2 separate regions of the Gossypium hirsutum genome follow, and region 2 is linked to region 1. A link is a contact called in public Hi-C data. All regions are on one chromosome and are shown on one strand. Each heading gives the region's core, a stretch centred on a gene start, on an enhancer-like site or on the middle of the called end of the contact. The rest is flanking DNA. Distances are from core to core; before and after follow the strand shown. Region 1 holds the start of LOC121212210 (protein DJ-1 homolog C). Region 2 holds the start of LOC121212217 (probable E3 ubiquitin ligase SUD1).

Region 1 (4,375 bases), core at 787-3,286:
AAAGTACTAGAATTAAGCTTGCTAAGTTGATTGCACAAACGAAAACAGGCACGCACGCGCACACACATATAAGTTCAACAATGTACAAACACGATTACTAACAACAAGTTCTAATACAATTGAAAACCGGGAAAAAAATCAAGGGTACAAAAAAGCACGGGCGAATGATCATAGGCAATCCACGTGCAAAAATGAAAGAAAAAATTAGGAGTGATATAGCACAACTAGCTTCTCAAATAGTTAAAACCATAAAGATAGCCTTACAATTATGGCAATGTTCTGTATGGTTACGAAAACTAACTACAATCTTGATGCTTCCCTTAGTATCTATTCTAAATACACTCTCGCTGCATAGATCATTCCAAGAAGCATTTTAAAAGAACACCTAATAATATGGTGCTTGAGAGAACAAAAGGGTGACATAATTTACTTTGTTACTTGTTCCTTAAAACAGTCCAAATGCTTATTCATAAGCACTTCAAAGATGCCAAAAAGTAAATAGCTTTACGAAGGGTCCCTTCGTCGCACGAAATTGATTTTTTTTTAAAAAGAATTCCCAACACCAAATCAGTTTCTTAATTTCTGAATTGAAGAACACAATTGAGGATTGTTTCAACTTTCCATTAAAGCATGACCCTAACTTCTAATATTTATAAATTGAAATTGATAAATCCCATTCAGAGCCCTAAATTCTAACACTAAATCCATAGCTAGAACGAAGTTAAAAAAATCATGATACAAATCAACACAAACAAAATAGGAAAATACCCAATGATCAATCAATCAATCAAGTAAAATAAACAAACGAACATTGATTAACACAAAAGATAAAAAAAAAAGGGGTACCTTTATGTCAGGACCATAACACCATAGCCCTTCTCGCCAGAAAACCAATAACCCTGATCCTGAAACCAAAAAAGATCTAATATCTACTTATAAAAAAAAAAAAGAGATCTTTATTTCAAATCCACAAAAAAGAATTTAGCAGGAAATTTGGTTCGTTTCAAGAGAAAAAAAAAACAAAGGAAGGTTTTTTCCTTGATGGGTTAATCTTTAATTCATTAAAAGAAAAAATAAAAAATTGAGAAAATCTAACAAAACAATAGAATCAAGAAGGTTTAAATAAAAGGAGAGAGAAATTACAAGATCATTGCTGTGGGAAGAAGTGGCTGCTATCTTAGTACAGCTAATAGATTTGGGTTTTTGCAGAAGTGACTGATTTTGTTTTGTTTTAATAAAGACATTCTCAAATAATTTGGAAGGAAATTAAAAAAAGCATAACAAATCATGCGTACAGAGTTGTTTGTCTCGCTTTATGGACGGCTAGATTTTTGTCTTTGTAAAGAACAATGGGGAATTTCATACTCTTTTGCACTACAACTAGGTCGGTGTAATTAATATATTAACATTCTAACTTAAATTTTAATATATTTTATTCAAAAATTAATTTCGAACTTTAGATTGCTTAACTTAAAATTTATCACAATTGTTTGGATCGAGTCTAACTCGATACATTATTGTCGATAAATGATATCATATGATTAAGTTGTAAGTAAGAATTATTAAAGTTGAGTAATATGAAGTTATTTAATAAAATTTTTTTAATCAATCAAGTACTTTATTCAATCATATTTACGAACTAAAATCTATTAAGTTTTAGTCTAATGTTAACATTGACAATTCTTTATCTCAATTATAGAATTGTATAAGAGTTCTTTGATAGGATACTAATAACTCTATTTTTCGAATACTAGTTTTACTTTTACAATCTTCAACCTTCGTAATAATTATGAATTTTGAGACAATTATAATCAAAACAATAAATCATATTATAGTAAAAAGACCTTATTTTATATTGAGCAATAAATCATTTTCTGTTGATTAATTTATTTTTTATTAAAATAACATATTTTTCAGTGAAATAATAGAGATTATATTTTAAATGTTTAGACTTTTTTATATAATATTAATAGTAAAAAAAATAGTAATGTCATTTAAACTCATAATAAATAAATGTTTGACAAAAAATTTTATCACCACTTTATTCAAATTGTGAACTCCCGCATGGTTACACCATGGTTGAATTTGGCATAACTAAGATATGGTTGCATTTGGCATAACTCAGAACGACGCCGTTGAGTTCACATTGGCAGTGTGGGTGCACTGCACACTGGATAAGATAAAAGCGTCAAAGTGATCTTCGTTGTCAAAGTTTGGCCAAGCTGCTGGACAAGTAATTCCTTTACAAACTCCAATGGAGAGTTTGTCGTGTCTGGTTTTGAAACCATCACCTCCAACAAGGTTATTCTTTCCTCCAAGGATTCCTCAAATGGCACTTCCTGGCTCTACCTTTGGGTTCCCCCCTTCCATGGACTATCAGCTTCCCATAACAACCGCAAAACTGGCTTTAAAACCCATCAGAGCCTCCACTTCTACAGTTCCCACAACCCCTTCAACAACGTCCACTGTTGCAAGCTCCCCCACCGCCGCTTCTACCAAAAAGGTGTCTCCTTTCATTCAAATGCTTCATTTGTTTTTTTGGCAATTGATTTGTATCTCAAAATAGGTTAAACCCTTTTCACTATAGATTTAAAGAGTGGCAAGGGCTCGGTTTGCTTGCGTTTTTACGACTTAGCTTAAATGGGGTTTAATTAATTTGTCTAGTTGGATGGATATGGCAAGGAGGGAATGGATGCTGTTATATTTTGGCAATTTTATTTGTATCTCAAAATATGTAAAACCCTTTTTCACTACACTTTCTTAGAGTGAAAAAGGGCTTAGTTTGCTTGCGTTGTTAAGCATTTAGCTTGAATGGGGTTTTATTTTTTTTCTAGTTTTGCTGTGTGAAATTTAAAGTTTTGATCCTTATTATTTATGTGGATGGATAGGCTTTGGTTCCAATTGGATTTGGTACTGAGGAAATGGAAGCTGTTATATTGGTTGATGTTCTACGCCGTGCTGGGGCAGAGGTGACGGTGGCCTCAGTGGAACCGCAGCTCGAGGTTCATGCATCGGGAGGAACCAAGTTGGTTGCTGATACCAGAATCTCCACTTGTTCTGACCGTGTTTTCGATCTCGTGGCATTGCCAGTTAGTTCTTCAAACCTTTGATCTTCATATTTGCTTAGAATATAATGTTGCCCTGCATATTCCCACATTAATGTTTTGGAAATTGAGATTCTCCTAGAGGAAAGAACCCTCAGTACACATGGGATTTGCTGATATTTCTTTGGTAAATTGTTTTGTACAATATATAGTTGTTGTAGCAATTAACGTTTGCATACTATTTGAAGGGAGGAATGCCTGGATCAGCGCAACTGAGAGACTGTGAAATTCTGAAGAAGATTACAAGCAAACAAGCTGAGGAAAAGAGGCTATATGGAGGTATATCTACTGCTCCAGCTGTTACACTTCTCCCTTGGGGACTCTTGAAGAGGAAGCGGGTGAGTGCCGGTTTATATTAAAATCATTGTTTCATATCTATGTATTTTGATTGCTAATTTTGGTGTAGTTTTCCATTCAAGACAACTTGCCACCCTGCATTCTTTGACCGGCTTCCGACCTTCTGGGCTGTCAAATCAAATATTCAAGTTTCAGGAGAGCTTACGACAAGCCAAGGCCCGGGAACTTCTTTCTTGTTTGCCCTGGCCTTGGTAGAACAGCTTTTCGGGGAGTCTGTTGCTAGGGAGATTGGGGAATTGTTGGTAAATCCTTTTACTCCATTGTTTACGAAGCCACTTTATGATGCTTCGGACTTTCTTTTTTAGATCCATGTATCCACCATGATAGAGAATCACATTCATTCGTGCTTATGGGAGAATGTGTGCTTATATATTTTGTTTTCCTTCTGAGTTCTTGACGGCAAGCTTGCATTTAACCTTATACGATTACTGTTTTCCAGTTCATGCATTCTGCTGATGATAAACCAAGAAAGGAAGAGTTCAACAAAGTTGACTGGGCTGTGAGTCACACTCCTCGAGTGAGTTATTACTTGCTTTGGTTGGATACTCTCTCTCTGTGCCAATACTCTGGCTTTGCTTGCAACAATTTCTTCTGTATTTTTATCACAAGTTCGATATGGAATCTTTGTTTTAGCCATTTTTTCTTCCCCCTACGTACTTATTGTCGAAATATTTTTGCAGGTTCTGGTTCCAGTTGCAAATGGTTCAGAGGAGATCGAAATAGTTACTATTGTAGACATTCTACGTCGAGCAAAGGTGGATGTTGTGGTTGCTTCGGTTGAAAAATCAGTTAAGATTTTGGCATCTCAGGGTGTAAAAATCATTGCTGACAAGTTAATTGGTGATGCCGCAGGGTCAATATATGATTTGATTATTCTTCCGGTAAGATAAAACAAAGGCCTTCCAAAACAAATA
Region 2 (4,375 bases), core at 1,248-3,747, 180 kb before region 1:
ATCCGTAAGCTAGTCTCGGCACCTAAAGGTTCCCAAGAATATTCGCAACAAACAAGCAAAGCAAGCACTTAAATAACATTAGTGAAAGAACACAGATTAGAAGCTAAGCATGGATAGTAAAATTGATACAACCAAAGAAACTTACAGTGAAAGCATTCTCAACCAAATGAAAAACAGGACCCTGCATGCCAACAAGCTCATCAAAAGGTACATCCTCCGCACCGTCAGCATCATCCAGGCCATCAAACATCTGTTCCACATGAGCTTCAAGACGAGCTGCCTGCATTTCCCAACGAGCAGCCACATTTTCAGCATTCCTTCTGATCAATTGACCAGCTCCACCAGCACCTTGTGCTCCACCAGCATCTTCACCATTAGCATCACCGGCAAAATTCCTATTAGCTTGTCCAGCAGGTCGCCTAGCAGCACGAGCACCATTCCTATCCGCTTCATCTTCTCTATCAGCATCTTGTCCTCCAAGCTCTCGTAAATGCCGGAAGTAATCCCTTAAAGAAGTTGCTCCAAGAAAAATAAACACAATGCTAGCAGATAGTAGGAACCCATGCAAACAATCAGTAAGAATGATTGTGGTTGAAATATGGCTTAAGAATAATCTCTGAGCTTCACCAAAACTCCTGACGAATGCCAAGCGCCATATCCAAAAGGTAATGAAAGGAATAATTAGGAGCCAAACTGAAAGCACAAAACTAAGACGCAAGAAGAACTGTAGAACATGACAGGCTTTCATCGCCATCCCAACAACAAACTCCTGAAAAGGAAGCCTTGCTGGAGCATTCTCTGCATACACAGGGGAGAAAGAAAACGCATGCTTGCATACCTGCAAGAAAGTCAACTAAGTTAAAGCACTAAAATGCACTGCAAATCTACCACCCAAAGCACATATATTTAAGAAAACAAATTAACAAGAGGGGGGGGGGAGACGCATGGAAAATAAGATCTTTTACATTAAGTCTATTTCAAAGAAAAAAAGAGGGAGAGGAGGCTGAAACATAAACAGAGAAAGAGGGAGAGGCAATAGAGAACTAGCTCAGATATGCCAGTTCATAAATTTGCATACCAAAATAAGAATTGAAGAGAACCATGCCCACAACATTGAAACAGAAAATACTTTAGAACTGCTAACTGCCTCAAAAGCTATAAACTCCATTCACGTGGCTTCGCAAAATATGGTACAACATAGAAACACTTGTACCTTATGCACAACATTTTAGCATGAAGAACCTAAAGTCTAAGACTACCTCTGATAGCACTAAGTTTGCATCATCATGCATTAGCAACATTAAAAAGAAACCTGAAGCTTGATTGCTCCACAATAATTACTATTGCCGCCTGTATTTATTCAATTATAACTTAAAGAAGTTAGTTGCAGCTAATGACCTCTCCGATCATTCAAAACCCATGAAAATCTTCAGAAAACCATGTTTTCTTCTCAAATCCCACACAACTTCAAATACCACCGAGTTGGAGAACCATAGCACATACAAAACACACAAAAATAAAAGTTGTTTCTTTTCAAATGTTCAAGACTCCAACAATGGAGAGCTCTCAAAATTTGCGACTAGAATGGAAGTCTTTATTATAAAAATTATCAGAAAAAAAGACTTGAAAGAAGAGACCAAAATTGTCTTCATTTATTAATCATCTCTGTTGCTCATTCAATAATCAAAGCTAAATCAGACACCAAATAATGAAATTTAAATTTTTTAAAGAACTAAAACCTTAACTGAAACTAACCTAATTTTTCTAAAAAAATACCTATAATTTTATACCATAATTACAAATAAATAAACACTAACCTCGCATTGGCGAGCATTGCTGTGATTAAGCCACTGAAGAAGGCAATCTTGATGGACAAATTTGATGCTGCCGCTACATGCGCAGGGGTACCTAAGCGGATTGTCAGCATCTCCCGGGTTCCGGCAGATCCTGCAAACATCTTCCTCTTCTTCCTCCATATCCGGATCATATCTCGAAGCCACCGCCCCCAACGACACCGTTGACGCCGTAGATGACGTCGCTTTTTCATCCTTCTCTGACAACGATGACGATGTTGATGTTGATGGCGAAGGCTTTCCGCTGTCTGCTAAAACGTCGTCTGTAGAAGAAACGGGGTTTTCACCGCCCAGGGGATGAGATGGCGGAACCGCGGGGGCGATCTCCATCGTGTTGAGTTGGTCCAGTGAGTTTGCCGGAGAGGAACCGAGTCAAGATGGTATTTTATATTTAGTTATCCTTTTTTTTTGGTTGAGACGAGTTTGGTTTGAAAAAAAAAAAACACTCCTTCTGATGACGAGTTTGCCCCTCACGCTTTAATGTTCCTTTTTATATTTTCCGGATATGTAGGCTAGTCGGAAGAATGGAATTCTGTATACGCGGAAGATTCTCATTGGCTTCTCTTTCGTTTCTACATTAGATTTTTCTGTTGTAGCTGCCTCACCTTCATTATGTTACATGATATGATATCAAGTCTTTCAATGTGCTTTGATTTCTATTTTAGAATTTAGAATATAAACTCAATTTTATGTTACATAATCCTTGAATTATGTTTGATATTTTAAATTAAAATTTTAAAATATTTTAGTTGAAATATCAAAATACCGTGTTAATTAGATTTTTCTACCAATCAAGTTATTAGTTTGAGTATTAATAAAAGTATATTAAAAAATTTATACTAAAAGTTGGATTGTATTTTGCTTTATGTACTCAAAAAAATAATAAATTAGTCATTGTACGTTAAATTATTACGTGTACCTAATAGTAACATTAATAGTAAAAATTTTAAAATATTTTATTTTTTTTATCATTTTAAACAATTTTTTTATTTAATTTTGGAAATGGAAATGGAAGCCGACATGAATAGTTTCTTTTTCTTTTCTTTATTTAAGATTCTCAATATTAAAAATTCATATTTAATTTCAATTAATGGAAAATCAAATTCTAAATAAAAGAAAATTTCTCTCAGCCTCCAAATAATCAACCATGGATAGGCTTATCCGAGGGAGAGGTATCATTTACTAATGCAAGAATTATTTTTGACCCTGGAAGAACTAGTCCAGCAGCGGAACCACTTGAAAGTAGCCGTATGGGCACGTTAAGGGGAGGGTCTCGACAGGTTGCAAAGTTCTCTACTCAAATTTCAAAGACACAAATAAACGACCATATGGAGTACTTCTTCCATGTTTGGAACGTGGCAGAACATCCTAGTTTAGCCTTTAAGCCCAGATTAAATTGCCCATAATGTTGTTCTTATGGATGAGACCAACACAAGAACTGTTAATAATGAACAACATGCTATGAATTTAGGGATGATTCTATCAATTGGAGCTGAAGACCAGACTGACTATGATTCCACTTCTAACTCCAAAATAAGCGACAAACTTAGATGAACCAAACATAGGATCCGGAGCAATACACCGTAGGCAAACGTCCTTAGTTGATTGCCATCATGATCCTTCTTTGCAACAGACAATGTTAAATGCACTTGAGGAAGGATCCTCGATTGGTGACTCGATTTTCATTAATACGGAATGCTGAACCAACAACATACTGACGATTTAGCTAAAGTTGCAACAAATCAAATTAAATTTGCATGATGCTGACTTGGTAGGGTTCAAGCAGGCTGCCCCAACTCAGCCTACCATGGAGCCATGATCAGATTAGCATCGAATGCAAGAGAGCCTCTTACATTGCAACACTGCTGCAAACTGGTCCACAACTACAAAGTCAATCTGTGCTTCTTGATGGAAGCCCATGCTACTCCTAAAAAATGCATGCCTCTCACTAATAGATTAGGCTTCCATAACTGAGTTTGTTCCTTGTAACGGGAAGGGAGGGGGCTTAGTAGTAATGTGGAAAGCTCGTCTTATGGTTAAAGCAATAATAAAAGAAGCACATATTTTGCTGTTGTATATTGTGGATGGATCCTTTTCGCTTTGGTTTTCATGTTTGTATAAACAGCTGTGTGTGCATAAACGTAATCAGGTGTGGGATAGTGTGTATAATATTTATTGTTCAATACCGAATCAAGATGATTGGATAGCTTGGGATGATTTTAATCAAGTATTACATCCAAAAGATAAGCTGTACTTCATATCAGATGCATTACAAAGGGCAGAAAAATTACAAGATTACATTGATAATGTGGCTATTAGAGATCCCACCGATTGGTCAACATTTCACCTGGACCAACAATCAGGATGGCGAGGATGTATTTTAGGAACGACTCGATAAAGTATTCTGCAATGACAATGCTCTTCAAAACTTTCAACGTCCTCGGTTGTTAAACTTGCCAATTATGTTTTCGGATCATGGACCAATGATCTTACATACGGATTACTGATTACCATTTCGATGT

Evidence for each region. A called contact is a pair of places that touch in the nucleus more often than the background predicts.
Region 2: a contact with region 1 is called in a Hi-C map of leaf, with 1.6 times the contacts expected there. The contact joins the promoter of LOC121212217 here to the promoter of LOC121212210 in region 1. A contact is called at or near these places in 2 of 34 Hi-C or Micro-C datasets (both in leaf).

Annotation. Positions count from the first base shown.
Region 1 is chrA13:5,265,816-5,270,190 of Gossypium_hirsutum_v2.1, reverse strand. LOC121212210 (protein DJ-1 homolog C) reads left to right here and starts at 2,036. Exons shown (of 8, transcript XM_041084574.1): 1 at 2,036-2,503; 2 at 2,889-3,089; 3 at 3,293-3,442; 4 at 3,524-3,703; 5 at 3,901-3,978; 6 at 4,142-4,342. The coding sequence starts at 2,255. LOC107894273 reads right to left here and starts at 1,366. Exons shown (of 3, transcript XM_016819539.2): 1 at 1,144-1,366; 2 at 847-922.
Region 2 is chrA13:5,445,726-5,450,100 of Gossypium_hirsutum_v2.1, reverse strand. LOC121212217 (probable E3 ubiquitin ligase SUD1) reads right to left here and starts at 2,497. Exons shown (of 9, transcript XM_041084600.1): 1 at 1,818-2,497; 2 at 146-838. The coding sequence starts at 2,183.